Regions from separate parts of the Sus scrofa genome. Here region 1 is linked to region 2. A link is a contact called in public Hi-C data. All regions are on one chromosome and are shown on one strand. The core of a region is the stretch at or near the end of the contact, and the rest is flanking DNA. Distances in the headings are between cores, read along the strand shown. Region 1 holds the start of C17H20orf27 (UPF0687 protein C20orf27 homolog). Region 2 holds the start of AP5S1 (AP-5 complex subunit sigma-1).

What was found. A called contact is a pair of places that touch in the nucleus more often than the background predicts.
Region 1: a contact with region 2 is called in a Hi-C map of skeletal muscle, with 2.4 times the contacts expected there. The contact joins the promoter of C17H20orf27 here to the promoter of AP5S1 in region 2. A contact is called at or near these places in 3 of 5 promoter capture datasets (fetal liver, fetal skeletal muscle and liver), 16 of 47 Hi-C or Micro-C datasets (alveolar macrophages, blood, embryonic fibroblasts and 6 more) and 2 of 2 datasets of contacts at active chromatin or transcription factors (alveolar macrophages and skeletal muscle).

Annotation. Positions count from the first base shown.
Region 1 is chr17:31,940,192-31,944,995 of Sscrofa11.1, forward strand. It overlaps C17H20orf27 (UPF0687 protein C20orf27 homolog), which reads left to right and starts at 2,837. Exons shown (of 6, transcript XM_021077382.1): 1 at 2,837-3,024.
Region 2 is chr17:31,903,264-31,908,273 of Sscrofa11.1, forward strand. AP5S1 (AP-5 complex subunit sigma-1) reads right to left here and starts at 3,570. Exons shown (of 5, transcript XM_021077709.1): 1 at 3,337-3,570.

The DNA.
Region 1 (4,804 bases), core at 1,587-4,086, 36 kb after region 2:
CCCAGCTGTGACCCAAGCCACAGCTGTGACAACGCCAGATCCTTAGGCTGCTGAGCCACCAGGGAGCTCCCAGAAAACCATGTTTGAAGCTGGAGTGGATGCCTTACATGTGTTCAATCTATTTTCTTTTTCTTTTTTTTTTTTTTTTGCTATTTCTTGGGCCGCTCCCGAGGCATATGGAGGTTCCCAGGCTAGGGGTCGAATCGGAGCTGTAGTCTCCGGCCTACGCCAGAGCCACAGCAACGTGGGATCCGAGCCGCGTCTGCGACCTACACCACAGTTCATGGCAACGCCAGATCGTTAACCCACTGAGCAAGCGCAGGGACCGAACCCGCAACCTCATGGTTCCTAGTCAGATTCGTTAACCACTGCGCCACGACGGGCACTCCCAATCTATTTTCTTAACCTGGAGTTACTCCCAATTCCGCCTCATACTGCCCCCCTCTCCATAGGGGCTGAGGCTTCCCTCAGTCATCTGGCTCTGGTAGGGCTATTTGCACAGGAAGTCCCAGGGCCTGGGCACCACTCTGATGTTGGCCCACCCTCTTCTTGGTATGCAGGTTCATTGGGCTTCAATGGCGCAGCCATGTACCTTCTACCCTGACCTCCTGGCATGAAGGGTCTCATTTCCTACTAAAGGCTTTCTGGAACCAACTGCTCTTAACATTGTGGCTTTGGAGCCTTCCCTGGGCATGGAAAGTAGTATCCCCAGGCATGGAAACCTCTGATTGCAGATCCTCCCAGTTGGCCAGGCAGCCAGGCTGCTCAGTGCTGGGGAATGTGAGGAGTGTTTGGCAGGGACAAGAAACCACAGTTCTTTTTGTCTTAGCTCCTACCCTAAACCATGAGTGCCTTTAACTCCAGAGCCTCCCATAGTAACTTGATCATCACATACACTTAGTCAATATTTGTTGAAAGGAGTTGACAATTAAGAAATAGCCCCAGGCAGTGCACAGTTAACAGCTAGTCCGTGTGTTTGAAAGAACCGAGTTCCCCTTATGGCTCACTGGTAATGAACCCAACTAGTATCCATAAGGACGCGAGTTCCATCCCTCGCCTGGCTCAGTGGGTTAAAGGTCCGGTGTTGTTGTGAGCTGCAACGTAGGTTGCAGGTAAGGCTCAGATCTGGCATTGCTGCGCAGTTCAGATTTGATGCCTAGCCTGGACACTTCCTTATGCCATGGGTGTGGCCCTAAAAGAAGAAAAAAAAAGAAAGAAGAGAATGCTTACCAGGGATGGATTTAAGAAGTTAGTTAGAAAGACATAAAAGGAAAGGCTTAATCTAGTTTGAAGGGAGGGTGAGTTCTGTCTAGGAGAGGTGAGTAGGAAGGGCATTCAGGTGAGAAGGTAACATAAGGAGGGGATTCAAATGTCTGCCTAGACCTAGATTGTAAAATAAATGTGAGAAAATAGGGACTGGTAAGGACTATGGCAAATTGATGGTCTTTGGGGCCAGGCTGGAATTGAGTCCAAGTTGTTAGTTCTGATATTTCAAAAGAGGAGGAAGAAGAGGAGGAGGAAAAATTAGAATTTTTAAAAGTCCCATGTGGGCTAAACAAAACATGTCTGTAGCCTACTTTGGGCGGTACTGTCTGCCAACTTTAGACCTTGAAGTTGGGTAGTGAGAAAGCATTTGGCAAGAGTGGATGAGAGTGTAAATTCTCCCAAAGACCGCGCTGGAGGGCAGCATCTCAAACATCAGAGCATCACCCAAAATGATGCTAAAAAGTTTAAGGGTCTTCTGGAAACAGTCCCAGAGCACGGAGCATTTTAGAGCAGGGGAGGACTGATGGAAACAATAGCTCAGGAAGATTAATGTGCCAACGGTGTTGACCAGAGACCAGAAGATAGGTTAGTGGCGACAGGGATCCAGCGGAGGGTAGGAGCCTTGAGGGCTCCGCAAAGGCACAGACCCCGGTCTTTCTGAAAGGAATCTAATCTAACCCGTATCATCTTTTGCCTAGTTATGTTGGAAGGGGGGGTCCGTTCCCCGCAGGCACTTTATGGACCCCGTTCCAGGCAGCGAAATGGGGGGAGTGTTGTTCAATTACGGGCAGGTGGGGCAGCGGCTAGAACCCCTAAATGTCCGAGGGCCACGTTTTCGCTCCAGGCTCTGTGCAGGCGCCCACATCCCACCCATCCCGCGGCGCTGACCTAGGCGCATCCCTTTGCCATGGCGACCGCCTCCATGGAGACCAGGAGGCTGCGGTCCTCCGGGACGCCTGCACAGGTTCTCCCAACCCCCACCCCGCGTGCCTTCTTTGTTCTGATGCTTATCCAGGCTGACAGGGCTCCCAGGACGCATCTCAGGTCCTCGCGGGTGCGCTTCCTCCGAGGCAGGGGGATGGGACGGAAGAAACCAGTGTATTGCAGAGCGGGAAGGATGAAGGGTTCCTCCGCTCCGGGACAGACCTTGCGATGTCCGTAATCGACTGCTATTGCAGGCTCGGAAGCCTAGAAAGAAAGGCATCTTCAAGTGCCTGACCTGGCTCTGAGTCCCGCGTTACGGCCGCTTAAAGGAGCCGAGCCTAGAGAAAGCCCCTTCCAAGTTGGGCGGAGACGGGAACTGCAAACTCCGAGGCTGAAAGTGAACGTGGGCAGGGCCTATTCAAGGCGCTTCTTCCTTAACCAGTCCCTGCGGCATCTTGGCCTCTAGCCAAAGCGGGCGGCCCAGCTAACTTCATCGCGAGAAGTCGCCGGGCCCTTGGGCATGGGTTTGTACAGCGCAGCCGCAGGGCCTTCTGCAGGTGACGCAGAGGCGCATCGCCAGTTGGCGGTTCTCTGGCGCCCGCTTATTGGTTCGAAGCGCCCTCGCCCCACCCCCAAGGTCGACCAATGGGAGGAGGTGGGGGCGTGCCCTTGAGGAGGGCGGCGGCGGCGCGGGGCTCTCTCCTCGTGTTAGGCGTTGAGCCCCCGCTGCCGCCGCGACCGCCACCGGTGCCGCCTTTGCCGTTGCCTCTGCTGCCTCTGCCCCCGCGGTCGCCCCTGCCCGGCCTGGTCCGGCGTCGGGGTGATCCCTGCAGGGTGAGACTGCTCCTCCTTTCGACACCTTCCGGTTCTGCCCCGCTCCTGGAGATCCCCTCCCAGCGAGCCGCTGTTCTAGGTAGTCTGTGCCTGAGAACTCATCGGGCTGGGGCGGGAGGTCTCCGTTGTCGGGGCCCGGCCAGGGAGGGCTCCTTGACACATGATCTGGGGGGATGTCAGGCTCCAGGGCCGCAGGTGACTGTTAGCTGCTAAAGCTGAAGTGCTTTCCGTGGGGCGCTGTTGGGGGCACGTGTGATACAGTGGGGGCGGGAGCCTAATGGGGTCAGCGCCGTCATTCCCCCCCTCATTGTCACCGCCTCGCTGTGTGACCTTGGACGAGTAGCCTCTCTGAACCTCTCGTGGCCCTGCACCTTCAGGGAAGAGGACGGTGATGTCCAGGAGTACAAGCTCCCGAGACTACTGCGTCAGCAGAGGTGAGGGTGGGGACGGCACAGGATTATCTCTGAGGGACAGAGCTGCCGCCTCACAGCCCCAGAGTGTGATGGGGGGCGGGGGGTGTTCAGACGCATCTCTCCACTTAGAAGAGGAGGATGAGGTAGGGATGGGGGCACCACACCCACGGGGATGGAGGCAGGAGAGGATACAGTTTCCTATCCCCAGGCCCCTCTGGTGCTTCTGGGAGCTTGGCCCCACCATCTCCCCGTTGTCACAAAGCAGGAGGGGTTCCTTTAGGTTCTGGACCAGTGTTCCTGTTCGTGAGCAAGGACCCTGGTAGACTGAGAAGGGAGGCCTTGGGTTGCTTTTCCTCCTGAATCTTGCCTTTGAGAAGTGTGGATAGAGGTTTCTCTGCCCAGGGAGCTGAAGAAAGTCAGGGACAGCTGTCACCCCCAGGACCTGGTCTGGCCTCTACCTCTTGGGTTTCAGGTGAGGCAGGCAGTCTAGAGGCTAGAGGGGTCTAAGTATCCTCTAGCTGGGGCCTTGAGGGATTGTGGGGAGGAAATGCTGGGAGGAGAGGGGAGGGGAGCACTTCTTGGGGAGACAGGAGGGTGTGAGATGGTGAGAGTCCCTTCCTCAGTTCACGTCTGCTCCACTTGTTTACTTGTCTTTGCAACTTTGGCCTGCTGGAGGGAGGAGGAAGTGGAACCACATCGAGACCGAGGCCTGTTTTTCAGCCCTCGTTCTAGGTATGTGGGCCACTGTGTGCCCAGTCCTACGTGAGGTTCTAGAGTCAGCAGGTTAGCGTGGTCTCAGCGGGTGCCCTTTGTACACGCTTGAGCTTTAATGAGTGGCTTCCGCAGGACTGAGGGCTTAAGCCAGGCCTGAGCCCTGGGCTGGGGTGGAGAGGGTGGAAGATTGTAGAGTTCCTGGCTCAGCAAGTCCTTGAACAGGTGGACAATGGGGATTGAGGAATGAATGAGAAATGAGGCTTCAAGAAGCATGTCCCTAGCCTCAAGGCAGAGGACAAGCTGGAGCTGGTCCTGTGATGCCTGGGATTTGGGGGCTGCCTCTGGGGGAGAGAGGTGCTGTGGTGATGCAGGTGTGGGATGTCAAGCAAGAGGGTGGCAGAGGCTCTGCTTTGCCATGGACAGACTGTCTTTGGCTTTTTCTCTAGCCTTGGGCCCCGGCGTGGAACAACCTGGAAGTAGTAGTTTGTACCCTGCAGGGCAGGAATCTAGGGAGCTGAGAACTCTGGATTCCTGTGTAACTGTCCATCTGCCCATTTGCCATGTCCATGATCCTCCTCCTTGTGACAGAGGTGCCACTGGGCCTGGCTGAGCCCTGCCCTGGCTAACCAGGACATAGGTTAACCTTGAAGCAG
Region 2 (5,010 bases), core at 2,320-4,819:
CACACCCTGGCTGTGGGGCCCAGTTTCACTCTAGAGGGGCGTGCACAGGGCAGGCCTGGTGCTAACACTCCTGGGTGACTGAAGAAATGAAGAGTAGGGCAGGGGAGCCCAGGCAGGGACCCTGTAATGCAGTCTGGGCCCCTTTGGCTGTAGGACCTGGGCATAGGGGCCGTGAAGGGAGGCTAGAAGAGGTGGCCTGGGAGCTGGCTGGGGCGTATGGGCATTTTGGACCACAGGACCAATAAATAAACACATTTGTAAGTGGAGGGGCCTCAGCCACGAGGCTGCGATGATGCTGGCTCAGTTCCTGGTCCCTGGTCCCTATCACTCTCAGTCAGGATCTGTGTCTGCCAGCTGATTATAGCAAAGAGCTGGCAGAGGGCACTGGTTGCTGGGGGCCACCTGGCATCTGGAACAAAGTATTCCGGCCTCTGTCCACTCCTCTGGCAGTGAGTCCACTCCAGGTCCCATGCTACATGTGAGGTACATGGAGGGGACAGCAGTGAGAAGCTGGCCTGAGCTGCTACTCTGGTGGTCAGTGGGGGATCCAGATGGAGGTGGTGTCCTAATAAGTGGGGTAGATGGGTTCCAGTCCCAATTTTCGGCAGCCTTCAGCCAACTTGTACCCCCAAAGTCAAAAGCAATGTGCTGAGGACAGTGAGGCAGGAAGGAGCCTGGGTTCCCCAGGATGCTGCCGGGACTTCTTGGTGAGTGAGGAGCACATGTTTATTTTGTTAAACCGCTGTCTGTGGGGTTTCTGCTACATGCAGCCTACCTCGAGTGAGTTAAGTGAGGCAGCGTGCGAAGTGGTCAGAGTGGAGCCTGACACACAGTAAGCATTCCGTAAATCACTCGATGTTGACAAAGACTAATGCAGAGGCAGGATAGGAGGAGTCAGAGAGGCCTGGGTCAGCACTGGAAAGCAGGCGGGGACTTCTGGTCTGATGGCAGCTCAGGAGGAGGCGGGGGTGGACAGGCAGACCTTCTGCTTCCTGGTATGTGCATGTTCGCGTGTGCCAGGCTTTTATAGCAGTTACCCTAGAGATTGTGGCGGGGCCAGGCACACAATAAGTGAAGAGGGGTCTGTGAGCAGAGTGTGTGTGTGTGTGTGTGTGTGTGTGTGTGTGTGAGAGAGAGAGAGAGAGAGAGAGAGAGAGAGAGAAACAAAGCAGGGAGAAAAGTAAAATTAAACAAAGTGCTACCAAAAAATACAGGAGCTTGAAAGAAGCAGCTGGCTGGATTTGAGGCCTGGCCTGCCTGCCTAGATGGGACCAAGGGCCACACCTTTCTGTTGTGTCCCCTCCCCCTCCTCTGGCTGTGGGCAGAGGTGCCCATTGCCCCACTCCCCAGCTCTGCTCTTCTCAGTGGTCCTCTGAGTTGGGGGTTCTGCCTGAAGCCCCTCATATTGGCCCCTTCTGCACACTCCCAGCCTCCATTGTTCTCTACCCCATGTCAGGGTGAGACCTGCCCCACAGTGTTGGCCTCTTCCACTCCCCCTTGATGCCCACAACCCGAATGCACATGGTGACTGATACTGACTCAATTTAGACAGTAGGCTCCTTCCCCCCATCCACCCAAGCCACTGCATGGGCCCGAGTCACTGATGGGCAGCCTGGCCCCCATGATGGGAAGCTCCACTACTTCTCCCAGACATCAGGACCAACCCTCAGGTGCCACTTACACACCTCCAGGGTCAGGGAGCTCACTTGCTCAAGATAGCCCCGATGGTTTTTTACAGCTGGAAACCCTTCTTGATGCTCTTCACAAACCTTGGAGACCTCAGGCAGATGGGTTAAGCCACCCCTTACTTCTGGATGAGGGAGGGAAATTAGATGGAATCTGCCAGCCCCAGGCAGTGGATATTTTGAATGTCTGATAAGACTGATAAGAATGGAGTTCCCACTGTGGCACAGTGGGTTGAGAACCTGGTGTCGCTGCAGCTGCGGCATAGGTTGCAGCCTGTATCTCTGATTCAATCCCTGGCCTGGAAACTTCCATATCTAACCAGGAGTTCTCTTGTGGCACATTGGATTAAGGATCTGGTATTGTTACTGCAGCGGCTCAGGTCGCTGCTGTGGTATGGGTTCAATCCCTGGGCTGGGAACTTCTGCATGCTGTGGCCCAAAGAAAGAAAGCCAGAAAAGAACATCTAGCCATTTCTCAAACTGTAGAGGAGGAAACTAAGAAAGGATCTGCTTTACTGAGAGTCCAGATGGGCCGAGGTTGAGTAGTATGGTTGCCCTAGAATAAAAGAGACAGACGTAGGGCAAGCCTTGACCTCTCCACCTCCCTGGGGCACCCTCAGGCTTGCCCTATGTGGACCACCAATCAGCTTCCTCCTCTGTCTCCACCAACCCCCATCCACAGCCTCCAAACTGCTAACTCTGGTGCAGTAGGCCTCCTGTCTCCTACACACAGCAACTGGGCTTTTTCCTTGTAACCTGTCACCCAAGGGCATGTCCATGTGCAGAAAGGGCCCAAACCCTCAGGTTGGCTCCTTTCTTTTAATGTTTTCAGGTTTATCCTTTTCACCTGTGTGGTCTTGTAATCCCCTCATTGGTTCTAAGTAATAACAGCCACAGCAGACTTGGATAACCCTTGATGTGAAGCAGGCCCTGTTCTTTGTGATTTATATACACCAATTCATTTGCTCCAATCAATAGCCTTTGAAGGAGTGGCTTCACTATCCCCATTTTTCAGATGAGGAAGTTGAGGCACTGAGATCAAGTAATTTTCCTGATGTTACGCATGTGCTGAGGGAGGGGTGCAGGTCCTTAAATTTCAGCCTGTTTCATCCCCTTCCTTTTGTACCCCCTTCTCCATGCTCCCCCCACCCCCATCCCCTCAGAGTCACCAGAGACTGCGCCAGCCCCCACCCCCAGCTCCCAGAAGCCATAACCCCAGCCTAGTTTACCCACTCTAATCCAACCTTGGGAGCTTCCTTCCCACGTGGCTGGATGGACGCCATCCTAGGTATGCCCAATCCCAACCCAGGAGGCGCCCCCTCCCCGAGCCCTCCCCGCAGGGAGCCCCAGGCTCCACGTCTTGGCTGGGCTCCAGGAAGGCGAGGCACTGTGTGATTCGTCCTTTCAAACGCTGCTCTTCCTGCAAGGCTGAGAGCCGGGAGGCCCCACGAGGCAGCTCAGGCCCAGCCACGTGAGGCCTCTTCCCTTCCCGCTGCCCCAGGCCCCGCTGACTCAGAGACTGGCAGCTGCATCACTGCCCCTTCCAGGGGTGTGCGTGCTGGTGTGGGCCGGGTGGGGCGGAGGCTGTCCCAGCAGCACTGCTTGGCACCCACACAAACTCCCGTGTGGGTTGGGTGGGAATGCTTCTTACCTTCTGTCCCATAACCGTCTTCTTTGAACAATGGAATGAATAACTTCACATCATCCAACATTCTCTCAAGGCATGAATTTCAAGGCTGCAGCACAGCAAGTCCCCCACCATTACTCAACTTCCCTCTCCTGATTGTTTCCAGATTCCATGTGGCTATAGACCTCCTTGTATAAACAATCCTTCATTTCTGCACCAGCAGTTTTATTGCTTCTGGAAAATAGGGTGCCTCTGTGTTCAATTCTGGGGATTAAAGACTTTTTAGAAATCTAAATTTCTAGATGGTTGTGAACTGTTGTCACTGGACAGATTCAAGCCAGTGACTTACAGTTAGTTAACTCCCAAGAGTCACTTAAACTTTTCTAAGAATCTGACTTGAGGGAGTTCCCATCGTGGTGCGGCAGAAACGAATCCAATAGGAACCATGAGGTTGCGGGTTCAATCCCCGGCCTCGATCAGTGGGTTAAGGATCCGTCACTGCCTTGAGCTGTGGTGTAGGTTGCAGACTCAGCTGGCTTGGATCCTCCGTTGCTGTGGCTCTGGTGTAGGCCGGCAGCTGTAGCTCTGATTGGACCCCTAGCCTGGGAATCTCCATATGCTGAGGGTGCAGCCCTAAAAAGCAAAAAAAAAAATCTAACTTGAGAAAAAAACTAAGACTAAGATCAGGTATTTTGGTGTAGGAGAGTCAGAAAATGGGCTGGGACCTCTGCTCTGCTCCATCACAGCATGTAGGTTCAGCCACTTGATAGTTACGAGAGCTCTTTGCTATAAACAGTCACATTTTCTAGTTAAGAAATAACATTTATCAATTTTGATGAAAATATGGAGCAACAAAAGTCTCAGACACTGCTGGTGAGAGAAGGTAAGCTGGTATAGCAACTTTGGAGAACTATGTGGAAAATATACATGCCACAACCTAATGGTTCCACTCCTGGCATAGTCCCAACACAATCTGAAATAGTTGTAAATAATCCATGGAGGGCAGAATGAAAATGTTCTATATTTTAATTGTGGTGGCAGACACCAAACCGCATTCATCAAAACCCACCAAACTATGTATGTAAGAGAGTGAATTTTACTGCGTATAAGTTATACCTTGATTTTTTTTGGCCACGCCCATAGCATGTGGCAGTCCCTGGCTAGTGATCAAAACTGTACCACAGCAGTGACCACTACAGTGACAACACTGAATCCTTAACCCACTGCACCACAAGGGGAATTCCTACCTTAATTTTTTAAAATTTAAAAGCCAGAAGGGGGTTCCCATTGTGGCTCAACGGTAACAAACCCGACTAGGATCCATGAGGATGCAGATTCAATCCCTGGCCTCACTCAGTGGGTTAAGGATCCAGTGTTGCTGTGAGCAGTAGTGTAGTTCACAGACATGGCTCAGATCCCGTGTTGTTGTGGCTATGGCATAGGCCCCCAGCTACAGCTTCGATTCAACCCCTAGCTTGGGAACTTCCATATGCTGCAGGTGTGGCCCTTAAGAAAAAAAAAGATAAAAGCCAAAATAGAATGAATAATTCAATTTGGGGAGATATCCATATAAATGAAATACTACACAGCAATGAACAAGAACAAATTATTGCTAAAAGAAACATGATGGATCTCAAATTCATTATGCTGAGTGCAAAAAGCCAGATACCAAAGAATATTATTTCATTTAGATGATGC